Regions from separate parts of the Zea mays genome. Here region 2 is linked to region 1. A link is a contact called in public Hi-C data. All regions are on one chromosome and are shown on one strand. Each heading gives the region's core, a stretch centred on a gene start, on an enhancer-like site or on the middle of the called end of the contact. The rest is flanking DNA. Distances are from core to core; before and after follow the strand shown.

The links. Hi-C and Micro-C count contacts between places; a contact is called where the count stands out from the background.
Region 2: a Hi-C map of tassel shows a contact between it and region 1, with 4 times the contacts expected there. The contact joins the promoter of LOC109942973 here to the enhancer-like site in region 1. A contact is called at or near these places in 5 of 25 Hi-C or Micro-C datasets (ear, leaf and tassel).

What each region holds. Positions count from the first base shown.
Region 1 is chr10:67,669,108-67,674,185 of Zm-B73-REFERENCE-NAM-5.0, forward strand. It overlaps LOC100382965, which reads left to right. Exons shown (of 11, transcript NM_001353406.1): 7 at 30-165; 8 at 276-524; 9 at 793-1,013; 10 at 1,114-2,074; 11 at 2,219-2,696. The coding sequence ends at 2,554. Among protein-coding and RNA genes, the nearest start is that of LOC100382965, 14 kb to the left of the region's middle. Within about 2 kb of position 2,879, at least 8 of the 20 cell types and tissues checked have an H3K27ac peak or open chromatin away from gene starts, as enhancers often do. A contact at or near this core is called in leaf and tassel, where this site is marked.
Region 2 is chr10:67,757,807-67,762,474 of Zm-B73-REFERENCE-NAM-5.0, forward strand. LOC109942973 (ethanolamine-phosphate cytidylyltransferase) reads left to right here and starts at 3,154. Exons shown (of 10, transcript XM_020545589.1): 1 at 3,154-3,704.

The DNA of each region.
Region 1 (5,078 bases), core at 1,629-4,128:
CGTGTCTTAGTTTTTTGTTCTTTTAACAGATCTGATCTTCAAATTTTGAAGACTATAAAGCAAGCCGTGGAAATGAGGAACAGTGTCTGTCACAGCGCAGCAATATGCTCCAATGCAATCATGCATGCAGGGACAACAGTTGATACCTTCCTCAGAGAAAACTTGGTATGATCTGTTTCACAATGTGTTTGATGTTATTGAATGCTTAGCATCTTTGATTTTGATAGTTTGCTATGGTTGGTATGCTTATTCTCACATATTGGTCTGTATTACAGGAATGGCTAGGTAGGGCAACCAACTGGGCCAAGTTCAGTGCCACTGCTGGACTAGGTGTCATTCACAGAGGACATCTTCAACAAGGCCGTGCATTGATGGCTCCCTACCTGCCTCAGAATGGTGCTGGTGGTAGTGGTAGCCCATACTCGGAAGGAGGTGCCCTCTATGCTCTTGGTTTGATTCATGCCAACCATGGTGAAGGAATCAAAGAGTTCCTTCGTGAGAGTCTTCGCAACACCACTTCTGAGGTATTATTCCAGGGCCACATTCCCAAATTTTTGGTTGGTAACAATCCTTTCATGAGTGACTACAGTATACATCTTGATGTAGTTTATGTTCTTGAGTACAATATTGCTGCAATCTTATAGTAGCCTGCATGTGGGGGAAATGTGGGAATGAGGCAAATGTCTGCAGTGGGAAAGATTTTTTTTTTGTTTCTTATATACATGCGCCGTAGCAACCATACATATGTTTCCTTTCTTTCACACAATTGGATGCTAACTTGGAACAATACAGGTGGTCCAGCATGGTGCTTGTCTGGGACTCGGGCTTGCAGCATTAGGTACATCAGACGAGGAAATATGCGAGGACATCAAGAATATTCTGTACACAGATAGTGCTGTGGCCGGTGAAGCAGCGGGTATTGGCATGGGTTTGCTCATGGTTGGCACGGCCAGTGAAAAGGCCACAGAGATGCTTGCTTATGCTCATGATACCCAACACGAGAAAATTATCAGGTAGGATGTCTTTTGATAAACAAGTTAATGTAATTACTACTCTGTACATGATTTTCTTGTGGTAAAGATGCTCCTGTTCTGACTCCTTTCCTACCTCCAGGGGTTTGTCACTTGGAATTGCATTGACAGTGTATGGCAGGGAAGAAGAAGCTGACACATTGATTGAACAAATGACTAGAGATCAAGATCCCATACTTCGTTATGGTGGCATGTATGCATTGGCTCTAGCATACAGAGGGACTGCAAATAACAAAGCTATCCACCAGCTTCTGCATTTTGCGGTGTCGGACGTGAGCGATGACGTGCGGAGGACCGCTGTGTTGGCTCTCGGCTTCGTTCTCTACAACGAGCCTGAACAGACACCCAGAATCGTGTCCCTACTGTCGGAATCATACAATCCACATGTCCGTTACGGTGCAGCTCTAGCTGTCGGGATCTCCTGCGCCGGAACAGGATTAAGTGAAGCCATCTCCTTACTGGAGCCTCTGACATCAGACGTCGTCGACTTTGTACGGCAGGGCGCGCTCATCGCCATGGCAATGGTGATGATCCAGACCAACGAGTCCTACGATCCACGCGTTGGAGCATTCAGGCGCCAGTTGGAAAAGATAATCCTCGACAAGCACGAGGATGCCATGAGCAAGATGGGCGCCATACTGGCTTCAGGCATCCTCGACGCCGGTGGCAGGAATGTCACCATCAAGCTCAAGTCGAGGTCAAAGCACGACAGGCTCACCGCTGTTGTCGGGCTAGCCGTCTTCACCCAGTTCTGGTACTGGTACCCGCTCACCTACTTCATAAGCCTGGCCTTCTCCCCGACGGCCCTCATCGGCCTCAACTCCGACCTGAAAGTGCCCAAGTTTGAGTTCCTGTCGAACGCGAAGCCGTCGCTGTTCGATTACCCCAAGCCAGTGACCCAGCAGACCACAGCCACGTCAGTCAAGGTGCCGGCGGCCATCCTGTCGACCTATGCCAAGTCCAAATCCAGGGCAAGGAAGGACGCAGAGAGCAAGGCCAAGGCGAAAGCAGAGGACTCTTCCAGTGCTTCTACTTCGATGCAGGTGAGCATTGCCATTAGTTTACAAAGCTGTGTTAACTGGTTGCCTTGGTTTGCGTCCCAAGCTGAATAACCTGCTTGCTTTGGGTTGCATCAAACTGATCGGTACGGTACCCTGGCAATTGGTTTTTTTTTTCTGTGACGTCAGGTGGACGGCGCTTCTGCTGCTGGTGCTGCTGCAGAGAAGGCCCCGGAGCCAGAGCCTACGTTCCAGATCCTGACGAACCCGGCCCGGGTCGTTCCAGCCCAGGAGAAGTTCATAAAGTTCCTGGAAGACAGCAGGTACAAGCCGGTGAAGGCTGCCCCCTCGGGGTTCGTCCTCCTGCAGGACCTCGAGCCCACGGAGGCCGAGGAGCTCGCCCTAACCGACGCGCCGTCAACCGCTGCCACGACAAGCACCCCGGCATCCAGCGCCGGCGAGCCGGTTGGCATGGCTGTCGACGACGAGCCCCAGCCGCCCCCGGCCTTCGAGTACACGTCATAAATAAGGGTGGTGATCGTCGGATCAGGATGTGTGGGTTGGGTTGTGTTGTCTGTAGGAACTTCGTACTGGTGTTGGATGGCGGAACCCGGGCGTACCACTAAGCTCATTTATTTAACTTGAAAATATATTTTTTTTCCTGAAAGCGTTTTTATATATTGCCGTCTGAAATTTCTGCTGGATTTGCGCGGCTGAAGGAAACCAGGAAGTCCCTGCCATGTTTGCTGGGGATTGGTGGTGTTCTTGCTTGAGCTGTGTATTGATGTGGTTGCCATGTGCGGCACATGCGGTTTTTGAAATGCTTCATGTCGCTCTCGAATATGATCCCTGCATGTGAATTGAGGGAAGAGATGCGATGCGAGCACTTGCCAGGAATAAATTCGAACCTTCCGTTCCCACATACTCGGATCATGAAGTGATGTGCCTTTTGTTTGGTGCACACATCGTTTGTACCTTGACTTATATAGGGTGTTTGGTTTCCAATACTCTTGTATAATATTCACCTCAATCCACATGTATTAAGGTAGATTAGAGTATAACTCAAACTAAATTACACTTTAGGCCTTGTTTAGTTGTTCCAATTTCATGTGGATTGAAGTGTATTGAAATATATTGAGATGAATTTTGACCAACTATGAATTTAAACCGATTCAATACCACATAATCCACATGGATAATGGTGAAACGAACAAGCCATCGTTAATCCATGTGGATTGAGTGATGTTTAAATACATAGCAAGACAAAAACCATCTCAATCCATTTTAGTACACTTCAATCCACATGAAATTGGAATAACTGAACAAGGCCTTAATCTACCTCAACACATGTGGATTGAGGTGAATTCGAGAGTATTCAAACAAGGTCTTAAGTAACGTAAAGGTAATGGAAACAAGTCATAGAGGATTAGAACTGAAATCACTCGTTACGCCATTTGTTTGGTTGGATGTTGTAAAGATATTAGTTATCACTTGGGAGTGGTATCAGCGATAACACTAGTGGATTGGAGGATTGAAAATGAACGCAACAGTATTTGATTACAGGGTATCTCATTATAGATGGCACCCAAATAAACAGTTGTATGAGTATCAATTCACGGGCGTAACTGGATCGTGTTAGATTTTGTCTAACCAAACACCATCATAATTTGTTGGGTTTTATGACGGAAAAAAGACAAGAACAAATTCGAACCCAGTGGTGTGGTGATAATTTTCAGGTTTAGCCTATTCACCCTCCTCTAGGCTACTTCCAAATAATGATTGTGGATTCATTGTGTAACCATGTAAACTAAACATGTATGAATTGGTGTTACATGTAGAGTGCAAAGTGGAAGCAACTCATGAAACTAACATGGAGAAGAAAAATGCAACAATTCAATGAAGAGATTTGTATTAATATCTAGTGCAGTTTAATTGGTGTTACTTGTTGTTGGTGTTCCTAACTGTCGGCGTTTCGACCCCGGGGGTCCCTGGACCGACGAGTAAATTGTCGCCGCGTGTCCCAGCCCAGATGGGTCGGCGCGAGACGGAGCACGAAGGGGGGAGAAACAGCAAAAGGGGAAACCCGCGGCCTTCGTGTTGCCCCGCGCCTAGGTCGGGTGCGCTTGCAGTAGGGGGTTACAAGCGTCCGCGTGGGAGAGAGAGAGACTGTCCGCCAGCCCGTTCTCCCGCGCGGCCAACCTTCTCGTACGAGAGCCCTGGACCTTTCTTTTATAGGCGTAAGGAGAGGGCCCAGGTGTACAATGGGGGGTGTAGCAGTGTGCTAACGTGTCTAGCAGAGAGGAGCTAGAGCCCTAAGTACATGCCGTCGTGGCAGCCGAAGAGGTTTTGGCGCCCTGTTCATGTGATGTCGTGGCCGTCGGAGGAGTGCTTGAGCCTTATGGAAGTACAGTTGTCGGGGCTGTCGGATCCTTGCTGATGTCTCCTTGCTTCCGTAAGGGGCTGAGAGCCACCGTCGTCATGGAGCACGCAGGATGCCATCATTACTTGTTTACCGGGGCGAGCCAGATGGGACGCCGGTCTTGTTCCCCGTAGCCTGAGCTAGCTAGGGGTAGGGTAATGATGGCCTTCCCTGTGACGTGGCGGGTCCGAGCCCGAGGTCGGGCGAGGCGGAGGCTCCTCCGAGGTCGAGGTCGAGTCTGGGCCCGAGGGTCGGGCGAGGCGGAGTCCGTCTTCCGAGGTCGAGGCTGAGTCCGAGCCCTGGGTCGGGCGAGGCGGAGTCCGTCTTCCGAGGTCGAGGCTGAGTCCGAGCCCTGGGTCGGGCGAGGCGGAGTCCGTCTTTTGAGGTCGAGGCTGAGTCCGAGCCCTGGGTCGGGCGAGGCAGATCTTCCCATGGCGCCCGAGGCTGGACTTAGCTGCTGTCAGCCTCACTCTGTCGAGTGGCACAGCAGTCGGAGCGGGGCAGGCGGCGCTGTTTTCCTGTCACGGGAGCGGCGAAGTGACTGCGGTCACTTTGGCTCTGTCGACTGAGGAGCGCGCGTCAGGATAAGGTGTCAGTCGATCCTTGCATTAAATGCTCCTGCGATACGGT
Region 2 (4,668 bases), core at 1,904-4,403, 89 kb after region 1:
TATAATGTAATTATTTATTTATTTTGTATAGAACTCCTGTTATGTGGTAAAAATGTGACATTCGATCCTGTGCCATGATTCATCATATGTGTGAGACTTGGTCCCAGCACACCTGGTGATTATGTTCGCGCCCGGGTCTTGGTGCCCCGAAATCCTGGTGTGACAGACGGTCCGCGCGTACGTAGAGGCAGCGGAAGTCGCCGACGGCGGCCTGGATCTCGCTCCCGGGAGGGACCCGTCGGGGAGGAGAGATCCTAGGTGATGTCTAGGCTCGGCAGACCGACCTAGACTCTTCTAATCGGCGTAGAGTCGAAGAGAAGCGAGAATTTGGAGATCGAGAGGCTAAACCTAAACTAGACTAGAACTACTTCTAGGATAAAATGCGAAATAGAAGTGTTTGATTCGATTGATGATGATTACAAATCGGCCGTAGACCTCTCTTTTTATAGAGGAGGGGGCTGGACCCTTTACACGACTGGATTCCGAGCTAATTCTGCGAATCTAGCTAACAAACATAGCACAAAACTCGGAACCCTAATCTACTCTGCGCATGCGCGGACCGTCCGGCCTACAAGCACTGACTGTTTGGACCGTGGATTGTCCGGCCTCAGGGTCGGACCGTCCGCGTGCTCATTTTGGTGCCAAACAACTGGATAATTAGATATGTGTATGCCTGACAAGTAGCGATGAAAACAGACGGAAAGAATCTTGTTCTCACTCGCCTTGTTTTCCATATTTAATCCATCCGTTTTCAGATACCAAAAAATATGGGGTCGAGACGAAGTACGTGGGAGTAGGATGGAAATGAAAAAGACTATTTTCCATTCAGATTACTAGGATCCCATATTTGGTCAGGATATTTCTAAATTAACTCGGATAAATCGTCGGCGGGCGGCAGCCGCACAACACAAGCACGCGGCATGCTTCTCCAATCTCCAGCTCGCCATCGCCAGCTTCTCCAGCCTTCAGGTACCGTCCTCCTTCGGTTCTATGTCCATGAACAAAGGCGGGATAGTGATATCAAATTCATGAATGAAGATGGCGAGCTGTGAAGAAATCTTGCAAATAGCTAAAAGCCATGGCGAACCGGTGTTTGAATCATTTGCGAATGCTTGATGTCATGAAGATATTGAAAAAAACTTTTATTACGTCTGTATGTGTGTGTCAGTATGACTATTACTCTAAACTGAATTCATATGGGCTAGGTGTAAGAAATTTGGACATTTATACTACGTGGTCATGTACTCATACAGACTTATTTTCCTGCTGTTTAGTGGCTATGTGGGTCATGCAATCATGCATATGGACTTGTTTGTTGCTTCCTTGCTATTTAGTGGACTGTTAACTTCAATTTTGGACTGCGGATATAACACCGTGTGAGTGTCGAAAAAACCTGCAGGCTGCAGTTGGTAGAACGTGGGATGCGGCTATGATTTTTTTAGCAATTATTACTTGATGTTGTAATTTCGTACTTGTACACTGATACAGTTTGGATTTCCGTTGAGATAATTTTCGTTTATTTTCGGTCGTATTAGTTTGTTTTCGTAAACCCGTAGTACCCGTTTTTGCCCGTGGTCGTTGAACTTCTACTCCTGTGTTCTGACGATAAATTGTAGGGATAAAAAATATGAGAAGAGCTAGTTTCAGAACTACATTATTTCAAGAGATTTTTATTTTCTGAAGGGAAAATGAAATAATTTCTCTTAAAAAAATAAAAATCCCGTGAAAAAATAGGTTCCCAAACTAGCCCGAAGAGTTTTTATTTTTCGTCCGTTTTTCATCAGACGAGTTTGCTTTAAAAATATGGGTATTCGGGTGGGGGTCAAAGGAAATAGCCGCGACCGCGAGACACCGCTGGGACCTACCGCTACCGCCCCGCTGCGGCTCCCCGCTCCCTGGGGGCGCGTGCCGTCGGGCCCACGCGACAGTCCGCATCGTCCGACGGGGCCTGCGGCACACGTACGCGACCGGCAAGTCTGGGTCTGGCCGTAGGTGGGGGACCCTTCGCCCCAGGCGCCTCGCGAAAATCGCGTGCCGCTTTTCACACGTTCACCCCTACAAAAGCTTGGAATCACTAGTCTCCTCCCTAATTAATTAATTCATTAATTTATTAATACGACATCGTTCAACGTTCATAGTACGCGGTTTCAAGCACCGGTTCCGTTTTTTTTTCTCGTTTTGTTTTCGAACTATATTTAGTTTTAAAATCACAAAGTATATTTCCCTCTTGAAGAACTGTGCATCTTCTGACGCAAACGCACGAGTTATTTGACACTGCAAGTGCAAGGCGTCGATCTGGCTAGCATTTTCTAAACAGTCAGGCGCGCACTCTTTCCTTATATTTTCCACGTTAAAGCTTTTCAACGAATAAACTCGAACTTCCCGTCGCCATTTTAATGGTCAAAGGTTTGGTGCCTACTAGAATCACTAGAACATTAGAGTTTCGTCGTAGGCTATGCTAGCCGAGCTCGGCTCGGCTCGGTGTGGCTTGTTTAGTAGTGGCTGAGCCCGACTCGACTCGTCTACTCACAGAGCTGTAAAAAGAGGTTCAGCTCGGTTCGCGAGTTGCACCTTAAAACTCATATTACATTATATAGTGAATTAATTATCTATAAATATGAAATAAATAATTATAACATGACATTACAAGTAATTTAAATTATAATTGTTATATATACATTTTTAAAGACTAGAAACGAGTCAGATATCTATAAAATTATCCAATATCCATTATTATTGTGTAGGTTGATTATTTTTATGCAGCTCGTGAGCCAACACGATATTAAAAATAATTTAAATTATAATTGTTATATATGCATCATTAAAAATTAAGAAACGAGTCATATATCTATAAAATTATCTATTATTCATTATTATTGTGTAGGTTGATTATTTTTGTGCAGCTCGCGAGCCGGCTCACGAGTCAGAGCGGCTCAGCTCGTTTCCTCAACGAGCTTGAAAACCTAGCTCAGCTCGGCTCGCTCGAGGCTCACGAGCCGGCTCGCAAGCTTCAAATTTTTTTGCGGACCTAGCTATGCCTAACAATATCTAATACTAATTGGCATGTTTATTATTAGGTCTACTTGAGTCCACTAATAGTAATTCTAGCTGCTAATTTTTAGTATAAAGAGAGAGAGAGCGCTAAGAGTCAATACATACATCCTGTCTTCCTAGAAACTTGAAACTAGGATTGGGTTAAAATTGGAACCGAGTTTAGTGCCATGGATGAATGAGTGTTTCACATTGTTATCGCGTCAAAACGGAAATAAGAGGAGGGGATTAAGCTAATGCCTTGTCATCACTGGGTGGCAAACTGTCGTATTTTCATTGATGCGGTGTTTTCTTTCCCGTCAGGTACTTCCAGCCGTGTGGGCCCGGGGCAGTTTGGTTGGTGGACGTGAAGCTACCCACGCTTCCACCAGCCCCAATTGGCGAGGCCACACCACACCACACCACGCGGGAGCGGGGCGGGCACCAGAAGCAGACGGCGAGCGAGCGACACACCTCTCATCTGCCCGCCCCTCTCCTCCGTCCAGCCTCTCCCCCTCTCCTCTCCTCTCCTCCCAAAACAAGAGCAGCGAGACGCGCGCGCGCGCGCCACGAGCTGGTGGAACCTCGCCGCCTCCCGCGGCAGATCTCGCGCCGAGCCCTGGTTTCGACGCGAGATCCGCGCCCGCCGTCCGCCGCTCGCCGCCTCCGTCCCGGTGCGTCTCCCGCCCTTCTTCCCTCAGCCTGCGCGCTCGTCGAATGCAGCGTGGGAAGATCCCTGTTTTTCTTCTTCTTCTTCTTCTCTTACTTTGGTTCCTGTTGCGATCCCATTTGATCTACGCCATGCCGCTGCCAACTTGTCGTTCACGAAAAGAAAATTCTCCCTCTCTCTCTCTCTTTCCGGCTGTCATTTGTGTGTCGATTCACGTGAGCGACGATGGAATGGGATCACGGCCGGCGGGGAGATCGCGTTTTGGTGCGCCCGCTCTTGGCGGTGATGTAACCGGGGATTCCGGGCGATTGGAGTGTGGATTGGAGCTGATGCATTTTGCTACCTCCAACCTTACCTTCCTCCCGTCCCTCCTGCGCCTACTGGAAGGTCGAATCTCGATAGATTCTACCTGTCTGTTTAGCTGGCCGCAGTGCTCAACTTGAAACGTGGTGGTCGCGAATTGCGATGGGAATCAGATTCTCTCCCGGGCATGTTTGATTCTCTGGTTGCTGTCAGGACAGGGTGCTGGAAACGGATTCGTTTCTGAATTCGCTTGCTCGCTGTATTCTTTTTTTATTAGCACTGCTGCGAAATTAGAGGAGCTTGCTCAACCGTACTCAGAGTTGCCGCCTCCTTTCTGGAATGAACAAATCACAAATGAGCTGTGTTTCTTGCTGAGAAAGAAGGTAGAATCTCATCATGAACAAATCTCATGGTAGCAGCATGTTTGTACAGCCCCGTCAGTCGTTCCGTGTCTTCTTGTAAAAGCAATTCGAGTTCTTTCCAAATTCTCCGCGATCTCCCCGTTGCACAAAAAATACCCCCCCCCCCCCCCCCCCCCCCCCGGGACTTTCTGAAATATCTGGTGGTTAGGATTTGGTCAACGTGATGTGATCGTTAAGCACGTTTGCTATGCATCTAATTTTTCTGGTTATATGTCTGCGATCCTTCCAACCGTAGGTTATAAA